Regions from separate parts of the Mus musculus genome. Here regions 1, 3, 4, 5, 6 and 7 are each linked to region 2. A link is a contact called in public promoter capture Hi-C data. All regions are on one chromosome and are shown on one strand. The core of a region is the stretch at or near the end of the contact, and the rest is flanking DNA. Distances in the headings are between cores, read along the strand shown. Region 1 holds the start of Ubald2 (UBA-like domain containing 2). Region 2 holds the start of Cant1 (calcium activated nucleotidase 1). Region 3 holds the start of Snhg16 (small nucleolar RNA host gene 16). Region 4 holds the start of Rhbdf2 (rhomboid 5 homolog 2). Region 5 holds the start of Sphk1 (sphingosine kinase 1). Region 6 holds the start of Prpsap1 (phosphoribosyl pyrophosphate synthetase-associated protein 1). Region 7 holds the start of 2810410L24Rik (RIKEN cDNA 2810410L24 gene).

What was found. Promoter capture Hi-C pulls out the DNA fragments that hold promoters and counts their contacts.
Region 1: a contact with region 2 is called in a promoter capture Hi-C map of liver, with 4 times the contacts expected there. The contact joins the promoter of Ubald2 here to the promoter of Cant1 in region 2. A contact is called at or near these places in 2 of 39 promoter capture datasets (liver and pre-B cells) and 1 of 115 datasets of contacts at active chromatin or transcription factors (pancreatic cancer cells).
Region 3: a contact with region 2 is called in a promoter capture Hi-C map of pre-B cells, with 2.7 times the contacts expected there. The contact joins the promoter of Snhg16 here to the promoter of Cant1 in region 2. A contact is called at or near these places in 3 of 39 promoter capture datasets (hippocampal neurons, liver and pre-B cells) and 1 of 484 Hi-C or Micro-C datasets (B cells).
Region 4: a promoter capture Hi-C map of liver shows a contact between it and region 2, with 4 times the contacts expected there. The contact joins the promoter of Rhbdf2 here to the promoter of Cant1 in region 2. A contact is called at or near these places in 4 of 39 promoter capture datasets (hippocampal neurons, liver and pre-B cells), 1 of 115 datasets of contacts at active chromatin or transcription factors (pancreatic cancer cells) and 1 of 9 other capture datasets (pancreatic islet).
Region 5: a promoter capture Hi-C map of pre-B cells shows a contact between it and region 2, with 3 times the contacts expected there. The contact joins the promoter of Sphk1 here to the promoter of Cant1 in region 2. A contact is called at or near these places in 2 of 39 promoter capture datasets (liver and pre-B cells).
Region 6: a promoter capture Hi-C map of liver shows a contact between it and region 2, with 5 times the contacts expected there. The contact joins the promoter of Prpsap1 here to the promoter of Cant1 in region 2. A contact is called at or near these places in 2 of 39 promoter capture datasets (liver and pre-B cells) and 1 of 484 Hi-C or Micro-C datasets (pre-B cells).
Region 7: a promoter capture Hi-C map of pre-B cells shows a contact between it and region 2, with 4 times the contacts expected there. The contact joins the promoter of 2810410L24Rik here to the promoter of Cant1 in region 2. A contact is called at or near these places in 2 of 39 promoter capture datasets (liver and pre-B cells), 1 of 484 Hi-C or Micro-C datasets (pre-B cells) and 1 of 115 datasets of contacts at active chromatin or transcription factors (pancreatic cancer cells).

Annotation. Positions count from the first base shown.
Region 1 is chr11:116,431,960-116,436,137 of GRCm38.p6, forward strand. It overlaps Ubald2 (UBA-like domain containing 2), which reads left to right and starts at 2,135. Exons shown (of 3, transcript NM_176902.3): 1 at 2,135-2,469; 2 at 2,600-2,662. The coding sequence starts at 2,350.
Region 2 is chr11:118,417,818-118,421,918 of GRCm38.p6, forward strand. Cant1 (calcium activated nucleotidase 1) reads right to left here and starts at 1,301. Exons shown (of 5, transcript NM_001025617.2): 1 at 1,113-1,301.
Region 3 is chr11:116,670,229-116,674,082 of GRCm38.p6, forward strand. It overlaps Snhg16 (small nucleolar RNA host gene 16), which reads left to right and starts at 1,432. Exons shown (of 5, transcript NR_027821.1): 1 at 1,432-1,528; 2 at 1,936-2,127; 3 at 2,436-2,510; 4 at 3,710-3,843. It overlaps Snord1c (small nucleolar RNA, C/D box 1C), which reads left to right and starts at 2,277; the gene lies at 2,277-2,354.
Region 4 is chr11:116,622,507-116,626,214 of GRCm38.p6, forward strand. It overlaps Rhbdf2 (rhomboid 5 homolog 2), which reads right to left and starts at 1,714. Exons shown (of 19, transcript NM_001167680.2): 1 at 1,672-1,714.
Region 5 is chr11:116,530,580-116,534,416 of GRCm38.p6, forward strand. Sphk1 (sphingosine kinase 1) reads left to right here and starts at 1,872. Exons shown (of 6, transcript NM_025367.7): 1 at 1,872-2,789; 2 at 3,391-3,594. The coding sequence starts at 3,585.
Region 6 is chr11:116,488,178-116,491,976 of GRCm38.p6, forward strand. Prpsap1 (phosphoribosyl pyrophosphate synthetase-associated protein 1) reads right to left here and starts at 2,169. Exons shown (of 10, transcript NM_026364.1): 1 at 1,871-2,169. The coding sequence starts at 2,040.
Region 7 is chr11:120,188,195-120,192,395 of GRCm38.p6, forward strand. 2810410L24Rik (RIKEN cDNA 2810410L24 gene) reads right to left here and starts at 1,662. Exons shown (of 3, transcript NR_030682.1): 1 at 1,246-1,662; 2 at 295-482. It also overlaps Gm9734.

The DNA of each region.
Region 1 (4,178 bases), core at 885-3,384, 2.0 Mb before region 2:
TGGCCCGAGATCCCTGGAAGTGCAGGCTGCTGGCTGTGCCTTTGTATTTTCACTTTGCAGTTACCTTGGGGGAGCAGGGAAAGACCTTGAAACTCTACAGGGGCCACCTAGCCTACACAACCACATCTCTGCATTCAAGCAACCCGTGATAAAATAATATCAGGACAGAAAATTGTATCGGTACAGACTTTTTTCTTTTTTTAAACATGCACAGATTTCCCCTCCCTATTTCTTGAACAATACAGTACAACTATTAGTGCTTACGTTCTATTAGGTATTATAAGGCATTTTAGAGGTTATGTACAATATATGAGGCTGTGTAGGGGTTATGTACAAACGCTATGCTGTGTTATGCTATGCTACATAAAAGAAGTTGAGTGTCAACAGCTTTAGGGGACCCTGAAACACGGCTGGGGGGGGGGGGTCTATACTTGACTTCCCAGGCACACTTACAGCCTCAGCCCGTGGGCGTTTTGGGGATATCTAAAGATAATTATAGTACTCCTACCCCTTCAAAACAAACAAACAAAACAGAAGACAAAAGAAACAAGATTAACTCATCCTTGCGCCCAAAGCTTTTTGTTCTCTTCTTGTGGAGCTGGGGAGGTAGCCGGGGCTTCTGGTAGGCTAGGAGAGCTCTCCAGCCAGCTGTGCATTCATTGGTGTGCAAACATCAGTTGTAACCTTATTCTTAGCTAGATACTTTCTAAAAAACGGGCAAGTTCTCTTAAAGAGAACATTTAGTCCTTTTAGGTAAAATAAAAAGAGTTCAGTGAGTAAAGGCGCTTGCTGCCAAGTTTGTCAACCCCAGTCTGGTTTTACACCCACACCATGGAAAGCGACTCTCACTGCCTCTGCCTTCACTGGCAAAGAAATAGAAGTGAGGTTTGCTTTCTTCTGTTCTGTCCTTCTGTTCTGCACACCCTAACTAGTTAGAACCTTCGCTGTAATTAGTTCTGATGAAAAACAGTATATGTCTTCCTGAAACAGGAGCCTTCACAGTAAATTCCCAATCCGATCCTCCAGATCAGGGTGGAAACAGTTCCTGCCCGCTCCCCATGGTCTAGAATCCTTGGATAAGTGGGGCTCTTATACCATGTGTCATTTTTTCCTACCAGCCAACTTCACCATCTTGTGTACCTTAAATCATCTTTAGGTCACTTTAATACCCAATACAATGTAAGTTTCATGTGAATAGATGTATCAATGTCCTCTTGATCAGGGAATAATGACAAAGAAAATGTCTTCATGCTGAAAACAGGTACTTTTTTTTTTTTTTTTTTTTTTAAAGCATAAGGTTTTTAAACCCCGAGGCTGGATTATGCAAAGCATGCCCTGGCACTGGCTATTCCCCCCCACCCCCGTGTGTGTGTGTGTGTGTGTGTGTGTGTGTGTGTGTGTGTGTGTGTGTGTGTTTGGAGAGTTTCTCTATGTAGCCCTGCTGGCTGTCCTGGAACTAACTCACCATGTAGGCAAGACTGGCCTCGAACTCAGAGCTATCCGAATGCCTCTACCTCCCACTGAGCCCTGAAATTAAAACCATGTGGTCACTACGCCTGGTTCTTTTGTGTTGTTTTGTTTTGTTTTGTTTTGTGGTGTTAAGAAATTGAACCCAGGATCTGTCTGCCATGTTTCAAAAGTTTTCTTTTTCTTTTCTTTTTTTTTTAAGAGAGACTGTTTAGAAGCTATTTAAAAATTTAAATACTCTTGAGAGTCGAGTAGCTGCGAAGGTTCTGTGTGTTTTCTATTTTGATCGTTCTGTTTCTCGAGATGACCACATCTTTCAGAGGAAATGAGTCAAAGCCACTCCGTCTTGCTTTTCCAGCTGAGCATGTTCAGTTTCAATGAAGTAATGAATGAACTTGGCCAGCACCACCCCCACGCCTACAACAGCAAACACTGATGACCTCCACCAATCAGAACGCGGTCAGGGTTTTCGAGTTGAGTTCAAACAGGCCTACGGTAGGCCAATCAGCGCATCACGCCCCGCCTCCCGATGGCGGCCCCAGCCAACCACCAACTCGGAGGAGCCAAAACACGGAGGCTGGCCAATGCCGGGGTGCCCCCGCGGCACCGACTCCGCCAATGGGCGCGGCCAGGCGAGGAGAGAAACAGAGCGGCCGGGCCCGCCGCAGGATTCGAATCGAACGTCCGTGTGGGAGCCGGCGGCTGGCTGGGCTGCGCGTGGGCCAATCAGCGGCGTCGGCTCACGGCCCCCGAACGTTGGGCCTGGCGGCCCCGCCCCGCGCTGTTGTTTGCGGCGTCGGCGCGGCCGCGCGAGCCGAACCACAACATTCGCCGGGCGGCGGCGGAGCTGCGAGCGTGAGCCCGGGGCGGCCGCCCAGCGCCATGTCGGTGAACACGGACGAGCTGCGGCACCAGGTCATGATCAACCAGTTCGTGCTGGCCGCGGGCTGCGCGGCCGATCAGGCGCAGCAGCTGCTGCAAGCGGCGCACTGGCAGTTCGAGGTGTGCACCGGGCCGGGGTCGGGAGCGCGCGTGGGAGCCGGGGGCCGCGTAGGGGGGCCGCGGCGGGGGGGGGGGGGGCCGGGGCGGCCAGGCCTCGCTCACGCCGCTGCGTCCCGTATTTTGTCCGCAGACCGCCCTAAGCACGTTCTTTCAAGAAAGCAACATTCCCAACAGCCACCACCACCCGCAGATGGTAAGTGTTCCCCAGGGCCGCGGAGGGGGCGCTCGGTGCGGCAGGGTCGCTGTCAGCCGCGCCGGTGACAGCCATGTTGCCGGGGAGCGGCGCGCCGCGAATGTAAACAAAGAGCCAAAATGTCTTCCAGGAAAGAGCGCTCCCAGGCCGGCGCTGGCTCGCCCAACTTTGGGACCCGCCTCCAGGCCGCTGGATCGGGGCCTGAGGCCCTGTGCTGGGCGCTGTGCCCTGGGTGTAAGGGCCTTGGTGTTGGGGAGGTGGGGGTAGAAGGAAGGGAAGACGGCTTCCAGCAGGATGTTGCGATTCTGATAGCAGAGGATGGGGAAGGGGCTCGAGGATAACCAGACCTTTGGGGACTTCGGGGTGGTGGGGGACTGAGGGATTTGTGTCTTGATGCAAAACACACACACACACACACACACACACACGACTGAGGTAGGGATTTGTGTCTTGGTGCAACAAACACAGCCGTGTGCACACACACACACACACACACACCACCCACCCACCCAGTGCTGCAGGAAGCAGGGGAGGGATAGATCCACCCTGGCTCCGGAAGTCCAACTCTACCCACAAAGGTAGGCTGGCCCTTCCAAAGCCTCCAGGGAACATAACCTTTATGGAGGATATACAGATTTATATACCTAAGGTGAGGCCAAGAATTTCTTTTAATCTCAGTATGTTAAGAAACAAAACAGTCCAGGAAATAGTTCTTGGAGCCTGGATTTGTCCTCTTCCAACTTGGCTCCAGGCTAGAGCCTTTGCCCTCTGGCCAGTGGGTACCCTGCTTTCCTGAGGCCAGGCACATCCCTTCTCTGCTCTAACTCCTAGTTAGCTATTAGCTCCAAACGTGTAGGAGGGCCTGAGCCCAGGAGAGGGGTGGTAAAACATTATTCCCTAAGAGATCTGCCATTGGACTTTTTTGTTTTTTTTGGTGTCCTTGTCCCCAGGAGACAAGACTACATGTGGATCTTCTGCTGTATCTTGTTCTCAGCACTTTTTTCTTCTGACAAAAACGAGCCGCCCCCCCCCCTCCCCGCGTGGTGGCGCACGCCTTTAATCCCAGCACTCAGGAGGCAGAGGCAGGCAGATTTCTGAGTTCGAGGCCAGCCTGGTCTACAGAGTGAGTTCCAGGACAGACAGGGCTACACAGAGAAACCCTGTCGCGAAAAACAAAAAAAAAAAACAAAAACAAACAAAAAACGAGGGGGGATGCTCAGGAAGGAGAGTCTGCCTCAGTTTAAACTAGCTCTCAACATTTGGAGTAAGATTGGAAAATGAATGATGCTGTGGGCCCCAGCCACTGCGGCCAAGCTCTTAGAAAATTCAGGTGGGATTCATCATGCCCAAGACCCCCTCCTACATCCAGCCATCCAGACCTCCAGCTTCCTAGACCTGGGAGTCTTCTGCTTTCATCCTGCTCAGTGTCTTCCTATGCACAAGACTATTCAGAAAAGCATAGCCATGCTGAAGGGCCTGGAACAAGGAAGCCAGCAAGCCCCAGCTTGAACTGGAT
Region 2 (4,101 bases), core at 51-2,550:
TATGGTCACAGTACATGGTCCATTCAGTTGCAAGAAGCATTTACTTTTTTATAACAGGTCAAATGGAACAAAGAAAGCAAGAAAGCACACAGAATTCTGTCTCTAGCCAAGCAAAGACGCTCTGGGCTCTATGTGACAGAGATCCCTTGTCTTATCCAGAAGGAAGTAGGCTGTGCTCACGGGTTCCAGCAAGACTGCTAGGCCGAGGTCTAGGGAGCAGCTCAAAGGAGGGCCTGTAGCCCAGTCCAGAAGGATGGTCCTCAGACAAGCCCCAGAGGGGCAGGGAGAAGGAGTTCCCAAGGCAGGGTCTGCAGTACATGCAGGACAGTCTTGGGAGCTTGTAAGATCTAGTCAGTCAGGCCCCACTGACACCGTGAGACCAGGTTCCCAGGTCTAAGCTTTGTCCAGTATATAGACCTGAGATGGAACTGGGAAATGAAGCTGGTTACTGAGGCACTCCCGAGTGACTGCAGAAAGGTGCTTGGGTTTACTGGAGGCGTATGAATGTCACAGGTGCTAGGGGCAGGAAGCTCTGTAAGGATGGACCAGGTGATGCCCGACTTCGAGGCTGGGAGAGTCTAGCCGAGATTAGGGTTGTATGTGCAGAAAGGGACTAGGGGGTGTGCAGAAGAAGCAGGGGGTGTCGGTAGTCGGGTAGTAAAAAAGGATAGTGCACTATGCTGCCTAGGGGGAAGGTCCAATCTTAGATGACAGCAAGAAGAGCCAGGACAGGAGCAAGGAAGTGGGCGGTTACAGGTGAGGATGGGGTGCGTAGGTGGGTCTGTTAGAGAGGTGATCAAGTGCCAAACTGGAGAGCCCGTGCCCAGGCCAGGCAGGGAGGGAGGGAAGGTACTGTCGCTAGGGGCATTTGAAGCATGCTAGTCAGAAGAGGAAGAAGTTTCGCACTACTTCAGCACGGCACCCTCATCAGAAAGGGGAGGTCTCCCACACAAGCCAGAGGGGGAAAGACGTCTGTCTGTCCGGCACCCGTCACAGCCTAGCTGCGGGGGGGAGTTTGAGGTGCCTGGGGCCGGGCCGGACGGATGCGGGTGGCAACAGGCCCCAGAACACAGCGAGGGAGGGCACCCGGCCGCGGGCGCACCGTCACTCACCCACTGAGGGCCTGGCTCCGGAGCCTGCGGGCTGCCGCCTACCTGCGTAGGGCCGGACAGGGCAGGCGGCCACTTCCGCCCCGCCGCGCGCTCCCGGCAGTCTCTGTTCTGCGCCTGCGCCTCACTCTGGCCGCGCGCTCCCGGCAGCCTCTGCTCTAAGTGTCTTCCTGCGCCGCACTCTCGGTTGCCTACAGCCACGTCTTCCCGGCAGCCTTTGCTCTATGTGTCTTCCTCTACTCGCCCACCCAGTCTCTGCTCTGCGCCTGCGCACTGAGCGCCGGGCTGCTGGGAATCGTAGTTTTTCGCTTGAGCTTGTAATTGAGGCGCGGAAATCCAGCAAAGGAGTTGTCTGTCGTTCCCCAGTTAAGCTTCAGGGTTCTTTGCCTGGTCCCCCCGACCTTCGTCTCAGGAAGTTTAGAAGTTAGGACTCCTCTCTGCCGCCCTAGTCCTCAGACCCTCTTCTGAGCAGTTCCAGCTGGTCATAGCCAATGCTGACCAGATTCCACAGCAGGACCAGAGGATGGTGGTGTGTTCCCGCCGCCGACTGTAGTCAATAGCCCTTACAAACGGAGGACCCCGGTTCATCTTTTCCCAGCCTGCCTTGCCCTGAGCTCTGTGCTGTGTGATACCGGCTCAGTCCTAGACAGTGGTGGCATGTAAGGACTTTAAGAGGCCCTCATCAACCATGGAGAGAGTCAGCCCTGCCTCCTGACTTCAGCCTCATCCCTGAGTCTCCCAAAAGCCTTCTGGGAAGTAACCGATGCACAGTTGGGACGAATTCAAAATATGTAACCCAACACGGTGAAAAACAACCCTTTCTTCCACCCCTTTTTGTCCTCTGGGACATACACTAACTAACGTTAGAATATATACTAAATTACATGTGAAAAATAGAAATGTGCTGGGTTCCCTCTTCTGTGCTTGGGTTGGCAGGCCATCTTTCTTGAATTCTCTGATGTTCGTGTCAGACCAAACCAAGTCCCAATCAGCCACCTTCTATTTGTTACAGCTTCTCCACTCGGAATAGCAGATTGCTCGTAGGATTTTTAAAGCACTCTAGGTATTCCTTCCAATTCCCAGCTCCTCTCCTTACACCTGCAACGGGAGGCATGGTCCCGAATACTGTGCTCATCTTTCTCAAGCCTTCCTTTGCAGACAACACATAGCTGTGCAACTCTAAATAATACATTGCTCAGTTCTGCCCAGCTTAACCTTTATGAGAGATGGCAGAGTCGGTGTTCCAGGGGCGCGCGCGCGCGCGCGCGCACACACACACACACACATACACACACACACAGAGAGAGAGAGAGAGAGAGAGAGAGAGAGAGAGAGAGAGAGAGAGAGAGAGAACACGCATCTGTGTGGGTTTATATATTCACAGGTGCACTTGCGTTCCCCTAGAGGCCAGAGGACAACCTCGGTTTCTGGATGGCCTGGAACTGGCTGAGTAGGCTAGCCTGGCTGGCCACTGAGCCCCAGTGAGTCCCAGGAAGCTCTAGTACCCCTTGCACCAGGATTGCAACACCACACCCATCATTTTCGTAACATGATTTCTGGGCAGTGGATTCACCTCTGTGCTTGCAAGTCTATCACTTTGCCAGCTGAGTTTTCTTCTCAGCCCTGTCATATCTTTTAGACGGTGTGCAATTCTTTTGTAGCTATGGTAATATCTCTTTAAGAAGAAATCCATCCCTTCCGTATTGCTATTGTGCAATACTAACCTTATCCGAATGATGTTTCCATAGGCACACAGGTCTGTTTAGGAGATGTTGGGTTGCATTGATACTTTTGTTACCAGCTTCAACACTTCTTTCTCATCATCTCGTTGCAAGCTTCAGAAGTTGAATGACACAGTCCTGCAACTACCCAGCAACTGACCTTTAGGGACCTTGAATAGAATTACTCCTGTAGAGTCAGGAGACCAATGAGGTTTTTTACCATATACAGTCTTCTACCCAAGACCATAGGGAAGCTATTTAATTCCACCCTAAAACATTCTTTTGGAATACCTAAAATCTCACATTTCAACAATACTTCAGGGAATATCCTTGTGTTATTAAAGCACAACTATAAAATGTACCTAGGATAAATTCCTAGAAGAAAACCTACTGGCCCAAAGTACGTGTTCATGCAGGAGTGAGTACATGTCCTCCAGAGCAGCAGTCTGCAGTGGCTCCATGGCTAAGAAAAGCCAGAAGATCTGCATTCTTCTTTGCATTATGGGAGACGCTGTCATAGCTGCCACAGGATCGGAAAAGTACCTGAACTTCCTCACCCTCCATGGAGTAGCCTACACTCTAGTAACAAAATGCAGGCAGCGAGAGAATAGCACATCATATTCACAAAATCTCTGTTTAAGAAATGAGAACCTTCAAAATCCAGAGAATCCCGGGAAACACGTGGCTCAAGCTGTCTTCAAACTAGCTATACATCTGAGGATGACCCCAGAACTGATACTCCAACCTTCCGAGTGTCTGGGATTACAGGTGTGCACCATCACACCTGGTCTGTGTGGTGAATGGCTGGAGGATGGCGCCCAGGGCTTTGGCATGCTCAGCACACATTCTACCAGTTGAACTCCAGCTCTAGCCTGGGAACATTATTTTAATGCTTGGATTTGATGAAGAAGGAACTGCATATATAAACATGATTGGACAAAAGGAATGTGACCTAATGGGATTAGGATGAGTGGGAGGATCTAGTGGGAGGACCTAGTGGGAGGATCTAGTGGGAGGATTTAGTGGGGGACCTAGTGGGAGGATTTAGTGGGGGACCTAGTGGGAGGACCTAATGGGAGGATCTGATGGGAGGACCCACTGGGAGGACTTAGTGGCGGGGGGGGGGTAGGGGGCTGGTGAGAGGATCTAGTGGGAGGAACTGGCAGGAATGTTTGCTTGGTGTCTCCTTGGCCCTTTGCAGCAACATTGGCCAGGTGGGGAACAAGACTCCTTCTGGCTTGAAGTTCATGTGGGATATCACCAAACAAGAT
Region 3 (3,854 bases), core at 182-2,681, 1.7 Mb before region 2:
GCTGAATACATTATTGATTATCTCCTTGGGACATTCTGTGAGAAAGACACAGCCCAACACTAAGCCCAGCACTATGAGGGAATAAAAAAAATATTAAGAGAGTTCCCTCCCCCCAAAAGGACTCACAATTAAATTAAAGGAGAGAAATATACACGGATATGGTCATTAAGAGTGAGTAACAGATTTCCACATTAAAAAGATGATACAGGCTAAATGCTACAGAGTTCCATTTGAGGAGGACTGGAGGACCGGGCGAGGGTTGTGAATAAAAGGCTCTAGATCTTGTAAATTTAAACTAGCTTGTAAATAGGTATAAGTTCTGGCCCTGCCTTGCCATTTTGTCCTATTTAAAAATGAAGTCAAGATGCCCCATGCAAAATGATACTCTAAACGAACGAGGCAGGATCGAAAGACATGGAAAACACGCCCACGATAGAGGAAGAGGGTCCCTCATTCAGGAATCCTGTCAAGTCTCTTGCCAACAGAGAAACAAGAATTCTGGCATAATTACCAACTGCTGAAGGCCCTTTTGCCCTTCCCAGATATTAAACTACAATTTTTCAGCGACCCTCACCAATTACACCACCCCCACCCCCATGCAACCCCTAGCGACTTGTGCCTACAGTTCCATCCAACGCTTCTCTGGGGCCAGCACACTTATTTCACTTACCAAGATAGCAAGAAAGTGGGGAGGGGGTGTCTCCTAGCAACCTTTTAAGATGTAACTCACGAGCTACTAGAATTATACATGGCTAACACAATCAATTGCAACTCTCCTTGAGCCAGTTCCCACCCTGGGTATGCATTCTTCTTGAGCGCTTCTCTTTCTCCTAATCCTCACACTAAACCCCTCTATTAAAATGGTTTTTATCTCCAACTTATACCGGCTAGTCCTCAGCGCCGATTTCATTGTATCTTCCCTGTGAGAACAGTGCCACAGGCAGGCGAATACCTGGGGCTGCTGCTGCTGCTACTGACGGTCGCCCCTGCAGCTCTCGAGTGCCCCCTGCCGCCGGAACCCGCTCTCGCCCCCATCTTAAAAGCTTCTGCCCATTCCCTGGGACTCTCCCTGGACTTCACTAAGGAACTAAGCCAAGTGACATTTCTCCACCCCAGATAAAAATCTGCAGCACAATTAACGAGCCTCAGTTTCCTCAACGGTCCCTGAACCCTCGAACATTCTCCACCTCCCCAGACTTAGCGGGGGACCGCCGAAGTTCACAGTCCAAGCTCCTTACCCCGAACCCTCTGCTGCCCCTGGTGGCTGCCACCATCTTACCCCTTTCTCTTCACTCAATGTGAGGTGAGACGACCCATTCTTGGCAACGGTAGATTTAGAACTACATTTCCCATCAAACCATTCTCGACATCGCGAGAGTTCCGGCGAGACTTGCGGAGGGGAGGGAAAACGGGAAGACTGCGCGCAAGCGCGATCTCGTCCTTTCCGAGGTCCTCTGCCGCGTGTTTGGAAGTTATGGCCGCGCGGGTCTGTGGTGTTCTCCCTGAAAGGCCTAAGCTTTGGGTGATGGTAAGTTGTGGAAAAGGGAAGATGAGGTTTTTCCTACACATACCGTCGACACGCTTGCTCTCTCCGGAGGTGACGTGTCGACGATCAGCCCTTTCCTTTGCTATTGTGGGCCTTAGGAGGTCTGAGATGCTGTCTAAGGAAATGCTCCCCAGACTGCGAGACGTTTGATGCGGACGGGATGAAGCCCTTTTTGGTCTTCGATCTCCCTTCTCTTGGGGCGGGGAGCGGTCTTCTCTCTGTGACCCAAAGCCAGCCATGTGCTCAGCTCTGTCTTCCCTGGGGTCTCCATTGAGGGTGGTGGCCTTAAGTGAACACGAGTGACTCCTGCTAACTACAGATTGTCATGAACGGGATTGAAAACTGAAAGCCGTTAGCTCTAACGCGGCATAACTTCTCCTTCCCCGAAGGCATTGCCTTTTGGCACTCGGGAGACAAGATGCAGGTTCCGTCTCAGAAGTAATGGCTGGATCCCTGAAAGCCAACGGGCTCGGTGTGGTCCACCCGTCAGAAGGCATAGGTAGATGGTGGGCATCTGCCTCAGACATAGTTCTCAAGTTCAGCCAGAAGAATGCGCGTTGAGCCCTCTGCAGCCCGTGTCGGTAAGGGTTCCAAACAAGTCCAGAAGAGGGTCTGTGCCGGTGTAATTTGGGGCTATAGAGTGTCGTTCTGCAACTCAACGTGGTTGCCAGAACCGGATTTCCAAAAATGAGTTGGGTTGGCACTGGGGGGTTTGGGGGGCCTCTTGCTGGTTGAGCTGAGGATGATTTAAGTTATCCCTGTCTGAAATGACACTTTTGTGAAGAGTCATGGTTTACTGAGGCTCGACGTTTTGAGGTCTGTTTTGAGAATGACCACAGTAAGGTTGCTTCTGTTAGAATGAAGTGGGATCTCTTTATTACTCCTTCAGACGGAGGTGTTGTCTCCAGGAAGCATCATGGAAAGGCGTGGTGGTGCACAAGGGCCTTCAGGATGCCTGCGCCTGGTAAGAGCTTCATAGAGTCGCAGGGGTTGTGGTAGCTGGGAAGGGTTGGTTGTTAGGTTTGGGGTGGGGGTGGGGTTAGAGGTTGTTGGGGATTGATTGTCCAGAGGAGGGCGTGGTCCTCCTTACTCAGCACTCTCACAAGCTGCATTTAACATTGGTGAATACAAAATTGTTCCTCACTCAACTGCTAAGTAAACTGACGTTCAGTGAGTGGGTTCTGTTTCTTTTGTATATGCGTGTGCCACTGCATCTATGTGTCTGGTTGACTTGAGTGAGTTTGGTTTCCCCTTTAGCCACCAAGCTGTTTTTTGGCCTAGAAATTGGGTTAAGTAAAGATTTGGGCCTGCTACCTGGGAGTAGCACAGAGCCTTGTCTTCTGTAACACAGAATCACTGGCTTCCAAACCTGGATATCTCTCAGAACACGTAAAAAGTGTTAAAATACACACATTTCCACCCAGGTCAGTGGATGAGACGGGTATGGAGTGGAATTAAGAGTCCTCGAGGTTTGAGCAGGCATGGAGAAACGGTTTGATGACCATTCTCACAGCAAGACCAGAGCACTGGCTATGTTTAAGCACCTCCTGAGATAGGTTTTTTTAATCCTCAGTCTTAACAGACAGCCATATGCTTTTGTACATGTGGGTGGGGAAAGGAGACACTCCTTTGTATAGTGTCACCTCTTAGTGGCAGGTGTGGTAATGGCTGCCCTTCAGTAGGGTCGCTGTAGTGGGTGACCTGTACCATTTTAGGGATTTCACTGATAGTCTACAAAGACTTGCCAAAGACTCTGGCTCAGCTGTAAGGCAGATGCTGCTGGAAGTGACCTTTTTCCAGAGTCTTCCCTTGTAACCTGGATTGGCCTTGCATTTGTTGTGGAACAGGGGTTGGGTTCAAACTCATAATTCTGTCTTGGCTTCCTTCCTGTGAGTCACCTTGTCTTTAAGAGGACAGGAGTGATTAGAGAAATGGCTTAGTGGTTAAGAACATTTGCTGAATCTTTTTTAAAAACTTGTAAAAAGTTCTCGTGCACAAAGGCTGACCTGCTGTGGGAGCTGAGTCCATGATGATATAAAGCTATCTGTCTGGAGGCCTTTCTGTGTGGAGTGTGGATGCCTGAAACTCAGCCTTCCGGGCTTGCCTGGAAGACTCCATGTGAGTTTTTTAGAGTTAACCTTGTGTGTGTTTCCTTACTGATAGGTGACGGCTGCGCCTCAGGTTCTGGGCCTGACTCGGAAGGGTGCCTGTGAGCAGAAGAGCTGGCACGCGCAGCTCAGTGGACCATCAGTGCCAACCCGTCCTGTACCCTGGCTGAGGGGTGTGCTAAGTGGCAGGCAAGTTTCAG
Region 4 (3,708 bases), core at 464-2,963, 1.8 Mb before region 2:
AGCCTCACCTCCATTCCCAGAAAGCTAAGAGTACAGCCCAGGAGCCCAACTCCGCGGTTTTGGGGGACCCCGTGGGTGGAAAGCTCTTTACCAGCCTCCATCCTTTACTGTCACTCAGCAAATACTACAGCAGGGCCTGAGCTCACCCTGACCAGGATTCCTACCGCCCCAGGGGCAACCCATCCTGTTGGAAGGAAAGAGAGGAGCCACAGGGAATCAGTGGACCCGTTATTCCTTGGATGTTACTTTCCTGGTGTAAATAGCTAGGGGAGTCAGTTCTGTGTTCAGAAGGAAAATTCCAGTTGGTCACATGGCATTCCGCTATCCGGGAGACCTCAGCTCATCCAGCTTTGGGAAACTCCATGGGAACAGAGCTTGGTCCTGCCCTTCCTCCATCCCCAGGGCTACTCTGGCTTACCTTGAGCTTATCCTGTGTCTGAAGCTATCCTGGGTAAAGTACTACAGACCTGTGCTTCGAGAGAGCCACTGTTCCCAGCTTCTCCTCCACAGGGCCAGTGGCCAGCCAGGGCGAAGCCTGCCCACCTATCTCTTTATCTCTCACTGAGATTCGTCCTGGCCCTTCCCAGCCCCTGGAGAAACTTAGGTAGGGAGAGAAATTCACAAGAAGTACCCTAGTGGGCTGGTGGTCATAGGACGGTCACTCAATGTTGACTTTTGAGGGGCCAGATTCTGTACTGTGGGGCAGACCTGTGATGGCCAAGTGTCTCCAGGGATTGTCAAATATCCTTAGCGGGCAAAAGCACCCCTAAGCTGAGAACCACTGCTTGAAACCAAGTTTCATTTTCTTCTCCCTGACTACAATCACAACAGCACAACATAGATGCTGGGGACAGTATTTCACCACAAGATGTCACCCACACTGGAACCCCCAATGCAGCTGGTTGAGAAACAGCAACCGCTCCACCTATGAGGCAATCCCTCAGGTACACCTCACCTTCGCTCTCTATGTCCCGGCCCTACAGACTCGCGGCTCGGTGTTTCCTGGAGTTGAATCAAGGTATGGACCTGGCTTCCCTTCTGCCCTGGGGTTGTGGTAGAGACCTGGGCCCTACAGACCTTTCGCTCCCTAACTTTCAATCCAATGCAGAAACATCAGCTGGGGGCCCAACTCTCCAAACCCCTCGGTCCTTAAGCCAGGACTCCTGAGTACACTTTCTGAGCCGCGGACTACTCTGGCGGTGTGAGCCTTCCCCATCCCCCACCCCCGCACCTGTTACTACCACGGCGGCGAAGCTCCACGCACAAAACGCTGCCCGAGGACTTTGGAAGTTCACCCGGGAGACAGGGGAATATAGTCTTAAGGTCTAAAAGGGATTTCTGGTTGGAGGCGGAGTCGCATGTTCCAACACTGGGCAGTGCCCTCTCTTCCTCTCTGGGCTTTTAAACTTTTGCGCAAACCACGCGCCCAGACATCTGGTGACTGTGCCCCGGGGAACCCCTTTAGGCGTCCTGGTCCCAGCAGAGGCCAAGGATCTGCGGGAGGGATCCAGCGGTCCCGCGGGCACAGAGTCCAGCCTCGGCCTCTAGGGCGCTCTGCGGGGCGCACAGCCCCCGACCTTCCCCGCGGCCGAACGGGGCAGCCCCGTGAATCCCTGGCCACCCGCGGCCTAGCGGACCCGAGCTCCGCCGCACCCAATTCCCCGTGCTCACCTCTCGGAGGCCCCACGTCCCGGGAAGCGGCTGAGAGCAGAGTGGGCAGCGGCGGGGCGGCGGCTACAAGGCTGAGCGCCAGCGCTCCGCCTCTTCCCTACCTGCGCGAGGGCGCAGGGGCGGGGACTGGGTGTGGGCGGGGCCTCATTGAGGCGGGGCTTCTTGGTGTGTGGGCGGTGCTTCGGGGGGCGTGGTCGGCCCGCGGCTTCTGCCTGGGCTTGTAGCTCCTGCTGCTCCACTTATGGCCACATTTAAACACTTGCCTAGCACACAGATCTTAGGTTCGATCTCCAGCAACACACGCGCTCACACGGACACACCCCCATAACAACCAAGCAAAAACCACTCAATTTCCCCTTCTCTTTCTCGTGTGACCTCAGGCTCCTTTGACTCCAGGAGCCTCGACTAGGCTTGCATCCTTTCCAGAATCCCCGATCGATCGCTGCAGCTACATCGTCTAGGAAGCCTTGGCCTTCTCTAGCTGCTGTCTCTCCTTCGTCCATTAGAATGATCTCTCCTCAGGCCTGGCATCCCTTCTAGGCCAGACCGGGTCCTTGCTGGAAGTTGGGTCTTGTCCCCTTAACCACCCCAGGACTAAACACAGAGCAGTTGGAAAGGCAACCGAGGTATATGCTAGTTCTTGGGACTGTCCCTTAGGAAACTGTGAATGTTGCTCTGCACCCAAGGACACAGAGGCTTCTTGCTAAGGCTGAAAGCTGGCTCTCACAGTAACTGGCAATAGATGCAGAGGAAGGCCCTCCACATCTCCGTGTCATGAACAGCCCCCAGGCCCAGGCTTTGGATACTCTAGCCTGGCCAATACTGACCAAGTAACTTGCTTTGTTGGCTGTAATGAGAAATAACTATATATGACTCCAGCTAACAGAGCCGGGGGTTCAAATCCTGATCTGCCATTGACTGCTCCTGTGGTCTTAGATGAATCCCCTAAGCCTCCTCGGTCTCAGCTTTCCCCTCTCTGTGTGGTAGCAGTAACAGGGAGCATTTGTGGGGCCCCTGGCTCTAACTAGCAGCTGCTGTTATCTTTGCTATTATTAGTAGTGGTGACGGCCGGCCCTCCCTCAAGTTTAAGCCACAGGCTTTTATCCTCCTTAGCCCACGTCTCTAGCCACCTTGAGCCCATAGGAGCTGGGCTGTGCCTCCTCATCTCCCTCCTGGACCCAGATATCCCTCCCTTAACTCGGCTCTGGGTGGTGCCATCTTGTGATGTTCTTACCCACTTCCTGGTAGAGTACCACTCTTCATGTTCGCGTACCTAGCCCTGTACGAAGGCCTACATTTATGACACCCTGTCCAACACTCCCATGCTCCCACCTACGAGCACTCGCCGGACCTGTCAGCTCCTGAACAAGAACAGCAGGCCGGAGAAGGGCAGGGGGTGCCACTGATACAGATGCCTAGGGCCTGGGTTAGCCCCTCACTTGGGATTTGATGTGGAAACTTACGGCAGGCAGGAAATGGCAGAGGAACGAACTAGACCTGTACCCCCAGGTCTGGAGTCCCTATCCTCAGCCCCTGCACCAATGGCCTCAGTCTTTCTTTCTGAAGTCCTCGCCCAGCCAGAGAGTATGGAGAGACCACCACCAGGGGGCGCTGCAGCAGAGCTGCTTTCAGAGGTGAGCCAGGTCTCTGGGCTCTTGTTGCTCTTAACCACCCTGCCCCCAGTCTGCCACGTTGGTGGGTTGGGTAGAGCAGAGGTTAAAAGCACTGACTGCTCTTCCAGAGGTCCTGAGTTCAACTCCCAGCAACCACATGGTGGCTCACAACCATCTGTAATGGGATCTGATACCCTCTTCTGGTGTGTCTGACAGCTATAGTGGACTCATATAAATAAAAGAATTTTTAAAATTTATTTTATTTTTTTATTTTCAAGATAGTGTTTCTCTGTGTAGCCCTGGCTGTCCTGAAACTCACTCTGTAGACCAGGCTGGCCTCCAACTCAGAAATCCTCCTGCCTCCCAAGTGCTGGGATTAAAGGTGTGTGCCACCACTGCCCGGCAATAAATAAATCTTAAAAAA
Region 5 (3,837 bases), core at 622-3,121, 1.9 Mb before region 2:
TCTCAGACCCTGGGTTCCTGAAGTGGCTGTTGAGGGGAGCAATACACCAGCCTAGCTAACACAGAGTAAGCTCTGGTGGTACTTGGCCTCCCAGACTGGGGGAAGGGCTTGGGGTTTGTTATAAGCTTTGTTGGGAATTGGTTTGACAGCTCCCATAAGGCCCTTCACCTCCCAATCCTTCCAGAGACACAAAAGAAAACCAACATCTTGTTCTTGTCCATTCCCGGCTACAGGGCCAGGGGTGCTGTTTGCCGGTTTCTACAGATAGGATAAAGTTCTTTAGGAAAGGAAAGGGTCTAGAAAGCTGCATGGAATGGGGGAGGTGAACAAGAATGAAAGAGGCAGAGACCAGAGAGGTGAGGAGGCCAGAGGATGAGGCGGCAGCCGACACAGAGGAGCCATTGTGTCCACTGGAACCAGCGCCAGACTGGAACCCCCCTCCCACTGGGTCTCTTCTGAGCAGAAGGGGAACCGGCCCTGAGGCCCAAGTATAAAATGTCCTGCAGGCTGCTTCTGCTCTCTCCCACGGACTGAGTTTCCAGTCAACCTTGCTCCACGCTTGCCCTCAGAGTATGAGAAGTTCCAGCCCCAGGCCTCAAAGAAAAGCGAGACCCTGATCCAGGTCGGCATTTTGAGCGTAAATTTACACACAGCCCGATCTTTCCTTCCCCGTGCCTCAGTTTCTCCTCTTTAGTTGTTAATGACTTGCTTGTCGGGCTTGATAAACACTCCTTCCCAAACCGTGAGAGAGCAGAGGAGGGTGTTTCCTACAGTCTGGGCAGCCAGCCCCCCTCCAAGCTCAAAATCTCGGGGAGAATAGTTTCCTCCCTGAGTCTGCTAGATACCAACGCCAGATCTGGACCCTAGGTCTCTGGTAAGGGGAGGGGGCAGGGTAGACAAGGGAGCGAGTGGCAGAGAGCCTGGCTTCCCCGCAGAGCCCCCTCCTCCCACCGCGACTCGTGTCCCCGCAGCGCGTGACCACGGCACTGCGGCTGCAGAGCTGCAATCCTTCCTTGTCCGCGCTAGATTCCAGGGGTGTAAGGTGGGAAGCCGGGGATGGGGGTAGGTGCAGGACCAGATCTTGGTAGCCACGAGTCGCGGAACCGGGGGTGGGTGATGACGCCCTTGCTCCCTCCAAATCCTCATTTTTTTTTTTTTTTGGTTGGTTGGTTGTTTCCGGGAGTTTCTCCACCCGTGAGCGTGTCGCTGAGTCACCTTCTCGGAAGGCACTCGGGGCGTTCATGATCCGGTCAGGCTGTCCCGCGGCTGTACAGAGCCAAGGCATATATTGCAGTGACGCGTGCGGAACCGCAGGTCCAGCCTGTGCCCCTGGCCCTCCTGGGGACTCCTAAAATACTGAGAAACTCGGTCGGGGAACTCCAGGGTCCTCTGGGAGAGAAGCCACCTTCAAGGCGTGACCTAGTTCACTGCAATCCTTTCTTATCTGGGTTCGTTTTCCTCTTGGACTCGCCTCTTCTGGACTTTAAGAAGCGATGCGAAGATAGAGGTGGGTGGGGTCGCGCGGGGGCCGGTGTGGGCGCGCCAGTTCTCTGTAACCGGAGCTAAACCAATGCAGCTTCCTTGGGAGTTTGGTGTCTGTTTTTGGTGCTTGGTAGGATTTGGGAGCTTCTTTTTCCAAGTCTCCGCTAATAATCTTCCAAAAATTTAACTCCGGTTAGTCACGGACACCCTCAGGTCACTTGCCATGAAATATATCACTTACACAACTATGCGTCTTGTTTATCTCCACCGAAGCGCATACACCGGGGCACGTGTGCATTTTCACCCCGAGATCGCCCGAAGGGGTGGGGAGGTTGGGACCACGCCCCCATGCTAGCCTCTCCAATCCTGATGAGAGCCCCCATTGCCCTGTCCACACTGCTGGGTTCCTCCAGTCGGTGAGGATCGTGGATCCCGATCATCCGCGGCAGGCAGCATCTCAGGCCTTGATAGTGTTCCCTGGGGGGAAAGACTCCACCTTTGGAGGTTGCTGACGAGGTACTCTCATCTCGACTTCGTCCCCAAACCGGTTCAGCTTTCTCCTGAAAGGCGTGCCAGACTGCTTCGGGTTCGGCGTCTGAGTGAGCCAGCGGCTGCATCTGGAAGCTAAAAGTAAAGGCACCGCGGAGGAGCAGGGGAGGAAGAGAAGTTCGCGGGTGGCGGGTGACCCGACCCTGGCCCAGAGTCAGGACAGCACTAGGGTCTGGATGTGGAATTCAGGCTAGGTCTAAGCGACGCCAAAGAGGCGCTGCATCCCTACTGTGAACAGCAGTTTCGAGGTTCAGTAAGCGCAGACCCACGCGTACCCGAAGCCCGCTCGGATGCTGGGCGCCGGCATGTGGGCTGCGCCCTCGCTTTCGCGCTCCGCGGATGCGCTGCTTCAGGCCGGGCTCAGAACCCCACCTCTTGCGGACTTCCTAAGCTGTTCCTCCAGCACCGGGCGCACAATCGTATCCGGGGATCCTGCCCCTCATCTGCGCGTGGCCGAGCCCAGGCTGGCGGCGACTGTGTTCGGGGAGGTGCAGTGAGATCCCGGGCGGGTGGGGGACCAGAGCTGCGCGCAACTCTGGTTCCACCCCGAGAGCACAAGGAACGCGGGGCGTGGCCAGGCCGGCCCAGAGGCTCAGCGCCCTCCCCGGGCCGCCGTGAAATTGAGCAAAAAGTTTGAGACCGGAGGGGGGCGATCCCTTGGAGTCGGTGTCAGCCCAGTGCTTCAGTTGTCCCTCTGTCGCGGGTCTGAGTCGGAGAGGAGCTGCTTTCCGCCACTGGCCGCCCGTGGGACAGATTGGGTAGGGATCCCCTTTCCCCCGCGCGCGCCCTCCCGTAGTTGGCGGTGCCTTCGTGGGTCCGTGAAGGAGACGGCCCCACGCCTGCGCCTCAGTGCACACTCGCGCTCCGGCAGGGCAGACCATAGTTGTGGGTCCGCCCAGCACAGGCAGGCTTTTGCGGGACTTGGGCGCTGTTCTCACGAGTGCGGCACGCACCCCCACCCCCACCCTCTTGGAGACTCGGAGCTTCAGCGGCTTCGTAGTTCAGGCAGGGGACCGGGCGACTGCGCAGGTTGCGATGGGGTTCTTCGTCCCAGAGTACGCGCCTCTCAATGCCAGTTCTGGGAATTGTATGCAGTTGGATTCTCCACCAAGCCCGAAGGGTGAAGAGCCGGCCCGACGAAGAGAGCCACGGGTCACTGACTCATGCGTCGGGTCCGAATCCGGTGTCCCCTGGAACGGAATGTTCGTGGGGTGGGAAGCTCATTCTGGAAAGCTAGATCCCCCACCCACGGGGCTCTGGTGATTCAGTCGCGAGCCAGGGGCTCTGGTTGGGCACTTTGTCCCACGTGCATGGAAGCCCAGGCAGAGAACCCCACCACTCTTTCCTCCTGTCCCTCAGATCTGGCCGCCCCGGGGAATGACGAGGGCGCTCACACAGCCCAGGGAGGTGGAGAGGGCGAGCCCCACGGCCAGTCGCCAGACACCCTCCTGGGCAACACCGATAAGAAGCTGAACGCAGGAGCCGCCGTTACCTCTAGCAGCGCCGGGGCAGCACCGGTGGCCCCTTGTCAGCGGGAGCCCCGGGACCTGGCTATGGAACCAGGTTTGTGGGGTACCTGTCTGGGAAAGGCTAATGAGATCTCTTCCCCCAAGAAATGATGGACAGCAGAAAGAAGCCTAGGGTCACTCGAAAGAAACATTTTGTCCCGCGAGGCCAGACATCGTCTGTCCCGGGGCCAAGGAAAGAGGTATTGCGGTGTCCCACTCACTCCCAGACAACCTGTGGGAGGCCACTTCCTCTGGCAGGGTTGTGTTGATGGGTGGAGGATCCCAACTGTTCCCGTAG
Region 6 (3,799 bases), core at 919-3,418, 1.9 Mb before region 2:
ACAAAAACAAAACAAAACAAAAAAAGATGGTAAGAGCATGCAACTAACTAAGCCAGCATTCTGGAAGCTGAGGCAGGAGGATTGCTGTAAGGTGAGGACCAGTCTGGGATACATAGTGAGTAACAGGCCAGCCAGGACTACTAGCAAGACCAAACTTAAAAAAAAAAAAAAAAGCCAGGAGTGTCTCAAGCCTTTAATCCCAGCTCTTGGGAGGCAGAGGCAGGAGGATCTCTGCAAGGCTATCTATCCTGGTCTACAAAGCTTACTGGAATTAGCATAACAAAAGGCAAAACCACTAATCTTTTTTCTTTGTTTTATTTATATGTGAGTACACAGTAGTTGTTTGTCTTCAGACACATCAGAAGAGGGCATCAGATCTCATTACAGGTGGTTGTGAGCCACCATGTGGTTGCTGGGAATTGAACTCAGGACCTCTGGAAGAGCAGTCAGTAATCTTAACTGCTGAGCCATCTCTCCAGCCCAAAACCACTAATTTTTAAAGTGGAGCTTTCTCAAGGCAAGGTCACGTGTGATAAGTGTGACCCAATACAAACAAGCTCAACTTTCATGTTTAAAGGGATCCTTGGCCTGGACAAGACAAATAATCAGGGGCTGGAGAGATGACTCAGCAGTTAAGAGCACTGGCTACTCTTCTAGGGGTCCAGAGTTCAATTCCCAGCACCCACACGGTGGCTCACGACCATCTGTAATGAGATCTGGCGCCCCCTTCTGGCCTTCAGGCACACATGCAGACAGAACATTGTATACACGATAAATAAATCATGAAAAGAAACAGAAACCGGAGAGACTGACTGTCTCCCTGTACATATCTCCTAAACCCACTTCAAAGTCCAACTGATAATAAAACAGGTGGAGCTAAGAACTTTTGAAATATGAAAATGACTTTAAATGTTCAAAGTCAAGTCATTTACGCCAGGGAGTCCAAGTGCGCACCTGAACTGCCAGCATCGGAAAGGCCAAGGCCAGAAATATCACACCATTTAGAGTGTGACCAGGGTCATAAGACCTTATCTCAGAAACCAAAGCCCATGATGGGTGTGGTGTTCCCGCGGCAGAAGCAGGCAGATCTCCCGGCTTGAACTCTTGAGAGTGCAAGCCTCATCCATTCACTAAGTTCCAGGCCAGCAGGAGCTACGATAAAGCTCTGTCCCATAAAGGAGAAGAGAAACGATACATATTACTAAAAAGCTTATTTCACAAAGGGCCCTTAAGGCTCTTTATACCAGGGCTCTAGTTTTCTCCAAAATTGAAAAGGGGCCTTTAAGTAGACCGGTTATTATCAGCAGGGCACCGGGAGGCTCTGCTCTGCAGGATTCTTCTCCATGATTTCCGCAAAGTTCAGGCTCACGCTCCCATCCCTTCCCCATAGAAGCACCCACAGTTTGTAAGTAAGGTTTAAAAAAAAAAAAAAAAATCACGTCCTTCATCCATCCAGCATCGGTAACAACAAACAAGCCTGGAAAGACATCTCAGGGCCCCCACGGTCCCCTGAGGTCAGTGGTTAACACACGCACACACCCCTAAGCAAACACTTTTTTGTACAACTGATCCTACACACTTGTAATCGCGGCTCTCCCCCCGCCCAGCCCGAAGTACTTCTGAGTTCCCTTCTCCCTGACTGTCCTAACCCTTCGGTCTAGGATGGACCCACATCGCCTGTCGCTTTAGGGACGCCTGGAAATGGCGATGGTCAGATTCAGGGCAAGCGCAGGAAACCTCTCTAGGGTTAAGAGTGCGCCGCGGCCCTGGGACGGGGTTGGGGAGTCGGCCCAAACCTGCTGCTCCCGGGTGCAAAGGTGGAGGTGACGGGGAGAGGGGCTAGGGCCACCCCGGGGACCACCTCGCTTACTCAGTGATGCGCTTGGCCAGTTCCGTGCAGGCGGCCGTGGAGTTGGCCGAGAAGACTCGGTAGCCGGTGCGGGCTGCGTTCATGGCCGGCGAGGCGGCGGGCCGAGCCCGCGGGACACGCAGAGCAGAGCACGCGGACAGCGGGGGCAGCAGCAGCAGCTTCCTGGGCATCCTCCGGCCCGAGGCGCGGCTACAGCGGTCCGCGCGGGGCCGCAGAGGGACGAGGCGCGACACAGATGCGTCCGGATCTCCAAGCCGCACCGAAGGCGCAGCCGAGCGCCGCAGCCTCCTTCGGACCCCGCGGCAGGCCGCGCCCCTCCGCGACACCGAGTCGAGCAGCTAGAGCGTCCGCCCCCGCCGCCATCTCGGAAAAGGGCAGGGAGGTGGGCATGGCATGGAGAGCCTGTTCTGACACAGGCGCCGCTGACTCGCGTGTTCGCCTGAGTTTGAGTCTCCGGGGACAGGTATTTTAATGTCCACTATTCTGGGAGGTGCAGCCATGTTTAGTGGTACTTATAAATGTTTTCAAATTTACTGCCAGGAACTAAGATGTCCGCCCAGGGACCGGAGACAATCTAGCCTCACGCCTCTATGATGAACGAGCCTCCGGCGCTCCCCTCCACGCTTGCGCAGGCTGGGATTTATTTGAAAAGGGACAGCCGGCCCTTTCCCTTTTGCGGGCACTTAAACTAACTGCTCCAGAATCTGGACGTGGAGGCCTTCCCTAGACGTTATATCTGTGTCTGCACGTGAGGCAAGGTTGCACTCCTGCCCGTTGTTGTTCTCAGTTCTCCCACCCGTCCCCCTCAACCCCAGCCAGCCGCTCTGCCCGCATGAGTTCGCCTTGTGCAAATACAGAAGGCGCGTGTGTTCATTTACTTTTGTGTAAATAGATGAAGTCGTTCCAAAGAGACATTTGAGCCTCTCGATCTATCAGACTGTTTGAAAAACGGACCCCCAAAGAAGTAAAGATCTTCCCCCACCCACCTCAGGAATGTCATGCTGGGAGAAAAAAAAACGTGACTCCCAAAAACAGCTTTCACAGAGCTCCAGAGACTTCTCAGACCACCTTACAGGCTGAGGTTGAAGCCCATGCAAGGGCGTCTCAATGATGGTCGGGACCTTGCCCTGGAAGGGACGGCTTAGGTGGCAAATCCTCGGCCTTCTGCTTACATTTTTATCTCACTTCTGGACGGAGGACAGACTTGTGGACTTCTCTGGATTCCTCTGTTCCTCTTACCGATGTTGCTAGGTTTAATAAATCTCCCTTTTCTGCTTTCTGTTTTCAGTTCGACTTTTAATTTTAATTTTAATTTAATTTAATTTAATTTAATTTAATTTGGCTTTTCGAGTCAGGGTTTCTCTGTGTAGCCCTGGCTGTCCTGGAACTCGCTGTGTAGACCAGGCTGGACTCGAACTCAGAAATCTGCCTGAACATTGAGTCTTTCTGTGTCTGTGCACCGTGCATACACAGTGCCTGCAAAGGCCAGAAGAGGGTGTCAGATTCTCTGGAACTGTAGTTTGGAGTCAGTTGTGGGCTGCTGGGTCTTCAGGAACAGCAGCCAGTGCTCTTAACTGCTGAGCCATCCCTCCCGTGCCCAAGTTGCAATTTTAATTAACATATTGAAGAAGGTGGCCAGACCTGACTTGGACTCAGATTGTGAGCCCCAAGGTTGATTACACTAGACCTAATCAGGAAGGGCCGATAAGCTCTCTGGCCTCACCTCATAACCTGTTTCGCTAGGCCTTTTCCCTTCCTGCTCTTTAAGTAGCACATGGCAGGTACCCTCTTCAGTCTTCCTATTCTCTCAGTGTTATTCAAGGGCCAGACACCAGGGACCACCATAAAAGGGTGAAGCTTCAGTGTCTTGCACGGAATCACCAATTGCTGATACATATCTTATGCAAGGAAGGGACTTACAAAACACAT
Region 7 (4,201 bases), core at 412-2,911, 1.8 Mb after region 2:
TTGGAAGGTGGCCACAATTAAGGATCGCTTTGTCCCAGAAAGAGGGACCTTCCCCCCGGCCGGGACCCTTCTCTCCTCGGCGGGATCCGTGCTCAACCAGACTCTGGGTAGGGAAGTCACACTCTTCCTCACCCCAACTACGACGAAGATGGATACTTGGTGTGCGTGGGGCCGGAAGTTTTTAAACGAGATTCCACTCGCAGCTTCCAAACGTCCACCTGGTGCTGCACGCTTGGGGGCCTTTTCTTCTAATTTAAGGGGTGGGAAGGATGGGACAAAAGAAAAACAACCCACCTTACTTTGCAATCTTCCTCAAAGAGACTGGGAGTACTTTTCATTCCATAGGGGTTTCTACCCCACCAGCCAGAGCCCCGTTTCTTCTTCTGAAATGGTCTTCTCACAAAGCCACCCTTAGCCGACACCGTGTAAAATCCCACTATCGGGTAAGCCAGTGGGGACGCTTCTGGCTCAGCTGCAGCTAACTTGGGAGAAAAGAAAGTGAATTCTTCAAGAACTTTAAAATAAAAGCGGCCCTTTCCCGGCAACTCGCGTCTAGCTTCGCCTTTGTTTTAAACACACATATAAAACCCTTGTCCTTCCTCGGAACGGGGGGCGGGGAGAACTGAGGGTCCACATTCAGAAGCGCTTTCCCCTTAAAAAATATTCTCGGAGGAGCTCTTTTGTTTGAAGTGGGTATGGGGGAGGGGACGGGGCCCGCTCCAGTTCAGCTACCAGGCTCTTAACAAACCACCACCAACAAAAAACCACAACTCTGAGGGTATCTCCTAACCCCGCAAATCTGGGGTTCCCGGATCCAGGAGGGATTCGTTCCTAGACACCCGGCGCGCAGCAGAAGCCAAGACCAGGTTTCCCTAAAGTAAACATCCCGGTTCAGAAAACGAGAATTCTAGGTTTCCGGGTTGGGGGATAACTGTATGAACCACTTCGAAACAGAGCCATCTTGCTGTAGTACCCATGGAGTCCTGGATGAATTTCGTGGGCCTCTGAAGAAAGTGACGCGCATTTCCACAGGAACTGGCTCCAAGCCCGTCTTACGGGTGGTGGAGAGCCCAGTAGGGATTCCAGAATACAGCTCAGGAGGCTACCCCGAGTTCGGCTACCGTCCCAGGACCCCTCAGAAAGACACGTTTGGTGCGAAAATCTCCTACACACCAGCTGGGTTTTTATTCCTTCCCTCCCCAGAGTGTGCTCTGGGCGCGCGGGAAACAAGGAAAAAGCACGTACCTGGCGGCGCTCTGAGGGCAGCCTCACCGGCCCTCCGTAGGCAAGGGAGCTCCCAGAAGCTACTCCCTATCCGGCTGGTCGACCCTAGGCCTGTCCCTCCATCCCTCCCTCCCTACCCGGCTGGTCGACCTCCGCCGAGCTAATTCTCCAGGAGGCAGGAGCGGGATACCCGGCCCGCCTTTCTGGAAATGGGATCCGTTTTTTAGCGCCAGGGCCCGCGCCAACGTCCAGGCCACCGTCGGCGCGCAGGGTTTCCCTAGTCCTTTGGATCAGCAGAGAGTGGGGCGGCCTGGACGCTGGGCTGCGGCTCGCGCACCAGCTCCCTGTTCCCGCGCGCCCTTCTGCATCCAGGCTCCGGCGTGTCCACGTTCCCAATCGCGAAAAGGGGACGAACTCTGAGCCCTCCGGGAAGAGAAGGCTGCAGCCGCAGTCCAGGAAAGAGCCCTAGGGCGGGAGGGGTGCAGGGCGGAGGGGCGGGAGAGCTACCAGCGCCCCACGGCCGCGGCCCTCGTGGGGGTGGGGAGGGCGCCCAGCCCCACCCACGTGGAGGCCCCCGCCCCGCCTCCATGAGGGCAGCGTCCCCGCCTGCCCCAGCGCCTCCGCCTAGCCCCGCCCCATCGCCTCCCGCAGCGGCCGCTCCCTTTGTCTGGGCAGCCGGTGCAAACCAATGGCATCGCGTGGGCGGTGCTCAGGTTGGCCAATAGATGATCCAGGAGGTGTGGCCGAAGAGGAGGGTCTATTTCCCCGAGAAGATACGGTAAACTGGTAAGCTTTTCAGGATCTGGGCTCTGAGGCCGAGAGTGTCTGCAGCTTCGAGCTGGCTCCGCCGTGGAATTACAAATTTTGGATTCCTTTCCACTATCTGGAAAGATGCCCCCAAATCCGGAAGGAAGTGTAAGGGAATCATATCTGGACTCTAGGGAGAGGAAGCCCCAGGGGATTTGATTTTAGAATGGCCCCTTGCACCCGGGACACGCAGTGCCTTGAACTTTGAAATTCAGGGTGTGCAACATCCCCAGAAGTCAGGAAGGTTCTCTGAGATCGAGTGGTAATAATGTGATGTTCAGCTTTCAAGGCGTCTCTGAGTTCAGGGGCAGAGGTGCATAGGCCCTCTCAGGAAGGACTACAGGATTGGGGGCCACTGCCCCAGGACCACCTTAGTGGGCAGCGACTCATTTGCTTTCTGAGCGGAGAAATATCGAGTGCTGAAAAATATTCAGGCTAAAGTGGACCACGGCCAGAGAGCTGTTGCTGGCTTGCCCCAGACAGACAGGGAAAGATACATCTCAAGTGTGCCCCAAGCCACGCCAGGGCAGCAAGTGCAGGAGACAAACAAGAGCCAAGCCATACCTACAGGAGCAGGCAGGTGTCTCCTCTTGAGTTCACCGCCTTGTCCTGGTCTCAGACCTGGAGGTGTTTCCCAACCTTTTCTCCCTTTCTGCATCTTGGCTCCAAGTGAAATCCGCAAACCAAGAAGAAAAGGAAAACAACCACCTGATGTAGGGGCTGTAATCTGGTGCCGCCGATGGTAAAATGAGCCCCGGAGGTAAATGAGGTACATTACAACCCTGGATTTGCAGGGCTCCACCTGAGCGCTATCAATCCCAGCATCTCCCAGGAGGTTGTCACAGAAGCTAACATCTAATTCCCTGTTGCTGAAGGCAGTACTCAGCCACCTTTATGGCTCTGTTTTGAAATTCCTCTTTTCAGAAGTCCAGGGATCCTGAGAGGGCCTGTAGCTAACTGAAGGGCAAGTTGCAGCACTCAGGATCTAGGACTTGTCCGGCTATGGTTGCAAACCACAGACGTGGTGATCAAATCGACCTTGAAGTTCAGCTCCCAGGGATTAAGCACCCCAGGGTGGACACAAACTGATTTTTTTTTTTTAGACCAAGAGGGATTGAATCAAGATAGTGGTCAAGATAATTCCTAATAGCCTCTCTTCCCACCCTCAAGCCCTAGAAATGATAGAAAAGTTTTAAAATCCATTACAACTAGAGAACAAGAAGAGTGCCTGGGAGACAAGTCAGGGCACTGCTCCTGCAAGAGGGAGCATGGGAGGGAAACTGCTGGCCGGCAGGAGGGCTCCAAGGAGAGCCTCTCAGAGGAAACTGTGGAATTCTGGGATCTCTGTCAGGGTGATGGGTGGGAGTCTGTGGAGACAATCTCTTCCTGGGCTGTGCTCAGTGGACTGAAACTAAGCAGATGCCCTGGAGAGTCATATGTGAAGGAGTTCTCTTGGCCTTAGAGCCTCCACTGAGGTTCTCAGCAGCACAGGAGGCCCAGTGCATAGAGACTGGACTACTGGATGGGAACACTGATGGGAGCACTGAACAGTACAGAGCAGCACAAGTTAGAACCACTGGCCCTGGCTGCAGAATTGGCTCGGTGATTAAGAGCACTTGTCTAGCACTTGCAGAGGACCTGGGTTTGAGTCTCAGTAGTTACATTGTATAGGAGTACACCATTGCTCTCTTCAGACACACCAGAAGAGGGCATCAGACCCCATTGCTGGGAATTGAACTCAGGACCTCTGGCAGAGCAGTCAGTGCTCATAAAGACTCAGTAGCTACATTGTGATTCACAACTGTCTGTAACTCCAGTCCCAGGAGAATCTGGTGTCCTCTTCTGACCTCTGCAGAAGTTGAAGGACCCTGGCCATTCTTTTCACAAGAAATCTTGGGCTTGGCTTGTGCTGTCTATTCCCAGAGAATGTGTGTTCAGGCAATTAAACTTAGTTAATTTAGTTTAAATTTATCTTAAGTATCTGAGCCTAGTTCTTGATTTCATATCTACTTCTTTTTTGTTTTTGTTTTGTTTTGTTTTCCGAGACAGGGTTTCTCTGTGTACCCCTGGCTGACCTAGAACTCACTCTGTAAACCAGGCTGGCCTCGAGCTCAGAAATCCGCCTGCCTCTGCCTCCTGAGCGCAGGGATTAACGGCTCATGTCTACTTC